2 separate regions of the Gossypium hirsutum genome follow, and region 1 is linked to region 2. The links are chromatin contacts, called in public Hi-C maps. All regions are on one chromosome and are shown on one strand. Each heading gives the region's core, a stretch centred on a gene start, on an enhancer-like site or on the middle of the called end of the contact. The rest is flanking DNA. Distances are from core to core; before and after follow the strand shown. Region 1 holds the start of LOC107890850 (protein MOTHER of FT and TFL1). Region 2 overlaps LOC107890851 (V-type proton ATPase subunit B 1).

The links. A called contact is a pair of places that touch in the nucleus more often than the background predicts.
Region 1: a Hi-C map of leaf shows a contact between it and region 2, with 3 times the contacts expected there. The contact joins the promoter of LOC107890850 here to the enhancer-like site in region 2. A contact is called at or near these places in 3 of 34 Hi-C or Micro-C datasets (all in leaf).

The regions. Positions count from the first base shown.
Region 1 is chrD09:47,669,878-47,672,577 of Gossypium_hirsutum_v2.1, forward strand. LOC107890850 (protein MOTHER of FT and TFL1) reads left to right here and starts at 1,368. Exons shown (of 4, transcript XM_016815427.2): 1 at 1,368-1,710; 2 at 1,876-1,937; 3 at 2,042-2,082. The coding sequence starts at 1,516.
Region 2 is chrD09:47,633,437-47,636,136 of Gossypium_hirsutum_v2.1, forward strand. LOC107890851 (V-type proton ATPase subunit B 1) reads left to right here. Exons shown (of 15, transcript NM_001326776.2): 15 at 1-54. Among protein-coding and RNA genes, the nearest start is that of LOC107890851, 8.2 kb to the left of the region's middle. Within about 2 kb of position 1,330, at least 7 of the 9 cell types and tissues checked have an H3K27ac peak or open chromatin away from gene starts, as enhancers often do. A contact at or near this core is called in leaf, where this site is marked.

The sequences.
Region 1 (2,700 bases), core at 118-2,617, 36 kb after region 2:
TAAAATAACAAAATAACATAGTGTTATATTAAAATTATATTAAGACAATATGTTTGTTATATTAGATTTTAGAAATAGAAACTTTTAATTTAACGAATTTGATAACTATCATTGGTTAGAATTGAAATTCTAAAATTCTACAAATATATTGACTAAAAATAATCAAATTAAAATACAGAAATTAAACCTATAACTTACATATAGCACAAAAGTAATAGTAGATTTTAATCAAATATTATATTTAAAATTTTCCTTTTAGATTGAATCTTAGCTCGATTGGTATGAACATAATAGCCAATATAAAAGGATATGAGTTCGAGTGTTCTAAAACGTATTATTTTTCTATTTATGGATTGAAAATGAACTACGAATAATTTTAAACATACCGAAAAAAAAAGTACATATAATCAATCAAGGCCGATGGCAGAGGCTAGCGGATGTCTGGTGAGAGAGTTGTGCACTTAAACCGGAGGATTTGTAGGGCTTTTTGAAACTTTGAAGAATCTCGGTGGGTTGTGAGAATGGAAGATTCGAATAGTTAAGGATTTTAGATTGATGGTTACTAGTTCTCACACTTTTCATCATCTGATGCAGAAAGGAGAGAAGAAATTTCAGAAAAAGCTAAACTGCTATTAGGACTGTTTTTTTGCTTTGCGTGTTTAGGACGTTTTAGTTTCCCATTTCTTAATGTATGTTTTTTTAGGAATGTTGTTTATTGCTTTAGGAGCCCCAAGCACCGCCCATCCGGGTTGCTGGTAGTTTGACAGCTGGACGCGATGCAAGGTTTAAGGCTTTGTTTAGTCTTTTCAAATTTATTAAATGCATTGGGTAATTTGATAAAAAAATTCCTTTTAATCTGATTGAATATTAATTTGATTGGCATAAATATGGTAGCCAATAAGATAATGTGAGTTTAAGTGTACTGAAACATACTCATATCAATAAATAAAAAAGAAATAATGAGTAATTTTAAATATATATTTTTTAAAACAAATTTAATCCAAACTTATAATCAACATCGCCAATTTTTTTTAATGGAAAATTATGTTATAAAAAAATTTAAAATTCCATAAACGGTTATATATAGTAAAGAAAAAGTTTAATATATAAATAAATCACACATTTGTTACATTTTCAATTGCAGAGTACTCCAAACATATTTTATTCAAAAAAATTATACATTGAAATTTTACAAGCTTAAATTAGGAATATTTTAATATAAAAAATTTCCATTGAAAATTTGGGAAATATAAAAAAAATATACAAAGTAGAAATTTGTTGCATAAATTGGTTGCTTTCTGGGCTACAAAAGGAAAAAGAAAAGCAGGGAGGTTTTTTTCACAGCTGGGAGGGAACGCACGTGGCAGTCACTGCCTGCAAGAACTTTTTAATGGCCTATGCATGCCACCTACGTCACACTAATCTAACCCCACCCTTCTCACCCCTTTCACACCTCTTTATATACTCTCCCTTGTCTCTTCCACACTGCACCCCACCCCCACTCCTCTTTCTCCCATGGCTGCCTCCGTTGATCCTCTCGTTGTTGGTCGTGTCATTGGCGATGTTGTCGACATGTTCGTTCCCACCGTCACCATGTCCGTCTACTATGGTTCCAAGCACGTCTCTAACGGATGTGACATTAAGCCTTCTATGGCTATCAACCCTCCCAAAGTTGCCATCGATGGCCTTCCTGACCAGTTTTATACTTTGGTTCGTTTTTTTTTTTTTACCAATTGGGAATTGGGTTATCTTTCTGCACTGTTTTTAGTGTAATTTGTTTGAGAGAGAGGGAGGGTATGATTGTTTAATGCTTGTCGATATGTCTCTGAGTGAGGCTGACAATTAATGATGCATGCTGGTGATGATTTAAACCAGGTGATGACTGACCCTGATGCGCCAAGTCCCAGCGAGCCAACCATGCGTGAATGGGTTCACTGGTACGTTGTTTCCCGCCCCCCCTTGTTTTTGAGAAAATATTTTGTAATCATGTTGCTGATCATTTCGTAAACCATCACGCAATTTGCTTTCGTCGCTGTTTCAGGATCGTGTCTGACATTCCTGGAGGAACCAACCCCACTCGAGGTATAAACAACTCTCTATGTATTTATATTGTCTTATTATACCCTCTTCAGAATATTGCCATATTTTTAACTTTATTATTTCGATTGATTCTGCTGTAAAGAAGAGAAATTGTAGCAGAATTATTTATGATGATATTTACTGTGATTTTCTTTTCATTCTCTTTTATCTCAGCCAAGATTAAACCAATTCTTGCATGCATGCATGCATCCCGAGGGAAAATTTTCCGAGACAATTATAATCTGGTTTTCTTATTAAATCAAGTGGGTTATATCTATTTTTAGTAAATTATGAGTACAAAATTAAACAACAAAGTTGTTTGAAAAATCATCTCATACTAGGTTAAATGACACAAGAAAAGAAGTAAATTACTACTTTCCGTGTGTATGTGTTTACTAGAATAATTAATAAAAAGAAAAAAATGGGTGTTGAAAATACATCTAGCATAAAGCTTAGATAAACAATTTGCAATTTGCAGCAGTAGAATTTGAGTTGAATTCATTGTTAAATCTGTCAAAGATCCAATACAACCCTAACAAATGTTGTCCGCCACCAAAATTCCTTTTACTATGTAATCTATATATCACTGACACTCACTGCAATCTGCATCTGCATCTGCAT
Region 2 (2,700 bases), core at 80-2,579:
AGGGAGACGGTGGACGACTTGTGCTGTTATGTTGAATAATGTTTTTATTTTTTATTTTTGTCTTTTTGGGCAATCATAGAAACATTGTTTCATTTATCAAAGACTCTAGCCCATCGATTGCAGTACATATGGAAAACAAGAGACAAAGCAGCCTAAGCAACTATATACATACAAAATGGTTGCATCACTGTATAACTCGACCTCCAAAGGCAGCATATGTTTAATCAGAACCATGATTTGACAAACCAAAAGCCTACCTTATGGTTATGCTATGATTTAGGCTCAACCATCAAATGACCAACGATGCATTGACAGTGGTGAGACGTTGGTCAGCCGGAAGGGTGATCCTTCCGAAAGGATTATAGTATATAAGCAACGACTCTCAACCAATGATATAAGCAATAAGTACCATACAACCATGGCTTAAAATTCACTTCATTATTTTATTATCCATTAATATCCAATAATTACCATTCAAATGTGTAGGATTCATTTATTAAATGTGGTGGAAATCAATTTGTGAACGATGATTAAATATGCATTGGATATTATTGAATGAAAAACTAATGGAGTGGAGCCAAACCTCCATACAACATAAAACATAGCAAGTAATATATGCTCGTTCGATCCCCAATCTTATCAGAGACATTCGCGCCAGCTATCCTATCTGGCTCCTTTCCATCGGATTGCATTAATGCTTTCTCAGATGCATCATTTTGAATGTCTACCTCACTAGCTCCTTCCATTTTTAATGTGCAAAAGATTTTCCAGTCCTGATATTTCGTTTCTCTCACATTTCCTTCTCGTGCGTGAACTTCATTTCCCACCAGCATTTTCACTTCATCATCCTCGTCATCATCTTTGCTTTGGCTAAGGTTTGCTTGATCACCAAACTCCTTTTTGCTGATGGGTAAGGCATGAATCTAGTCACCATAAATCTTTTCCACCTTGATTTTTTTGGTGGTGGACCTCCAACTTTTAAAGGCGTGACCTAACCTTCCACATGCATAACACAAACCTTTCATGTTCAAAGACTACCGTAATAAGATCGTTGTCAGTTTTGCGAAGCTTGAAGTTGTTGGGTAGAGGGTTTTCAACTTTAAGACCCACATTTGGTCCCATGAGCCTTTGTTTCTTTGCTAGATGTAGATGTTGAAAGATGAACCTCCTTGATGCTTCCTCTCTTTGAGGATCAAGTGATCAGGTGGCTGACCCAATTAGCTTCTTTTGTTCCCTCTCTCTTTTAAACACAAACGGTAGCATGTTTCTAACTTCAAGGTCGCGCATTTCGCTAGGATCTTCAACCGCCCATGGCCATACCTTCGTTTAAGATGTGCACCCACGGCCCACCATGACCATAGGCCCCGTTTTATTTATTTATTTATTTCACAATCATATACCACTTTGCAGATCAACGAAATTCCCCTGATTCGACCATCGACTTTAACGTATGATTCCAACTCAAGTGTGATCAATGTTTCATTTTCTAGGTCACCCAGAACTATGTCTTTTTATGGCTTCTTTGCTGTCGTTGTCCAAGGTCATGCAAACCAACGCAAGAAAGACGAGAAAACTAAAAAACGCTTTAGAGAAAGAGAAGCCAAATGTAGGTGACCGAAAGAGAATTATAAAATATTGTGAAAAGGGAGGGTCATTCAAAGTATGAGAAGGTCTTAGAAAGTTCCACTCAAGGACGAACGCTTGATGGAAAGAAAAATTGCTTTATCAGGAAAGCAATCTTTCTCCTTCTACAAAACTATAGTACTTGAGTGTAATATTAAATAAAATTTAATTAAAGAGAACAGAAGTGATTTATTCCAATTATGTTACAATCCCAAACCAAATACAAATTTAATCTCCCAAGCATGCACATCTACATTTGATTCAAACCTCTTTCCATATATTCCCTTCTAAATATTCTCTTGTTTTTAGAATTAGGATGAGTGTGAATAGAAAATGATGTTGTGTAAAAATAATTTCAAAATAAATACAAATGTTTTCATGCGTAATTGCTCGCCTGCTTTTAAAAAGTTGTTAACCGAATCATTTATATTAGAATTATTTTTTAAAAAATTAATTTTTATACACTAATAAAATATTGGCACATCTTAAATAACTTAAATATGGATAAATGCATAAAAATATTTATGTAAAATTTTAAACAATTTAAAAAAGAACCATTTAAGTTATTTTTTTTTTAATTTTGCAAGATTTGATCTAAGAAACTAAAATTAAAGTTAATTAAAGTAAAAAATAATTAAAACATCAAAGTAAAGAAATATAGTCTATTGTATAAACTTTTTTTGAAAGGGTCATGGATTTAGATATCATGAAACTTCTATTTATTTAATTTCACATAATAAATGATGAATAATTTTATGGAGAAAATCAATAAGTAATCAATTAAAAATTTAAAGGAAAAAAAATGATATATTTCAAGTTGTTGACGTGTCAAAAGAAAAATTAATAAAAAAAAATTGTAACTTACCTAAAACCCACCAATACCTTACTATATATATATAATATCTATTTTATTTTTTAAACTCTTGACTTGGTTAGGGAAATTACAAAAAAAAAAATTAAAATACATTATAATATTTAAGGGTATTTTAGTCTATTTATTTTAATAAAAAATCAACAAAAATATACATATGATGAGATTTGAATCCACATCAATTAGATTAGTTAAACATTTAATTT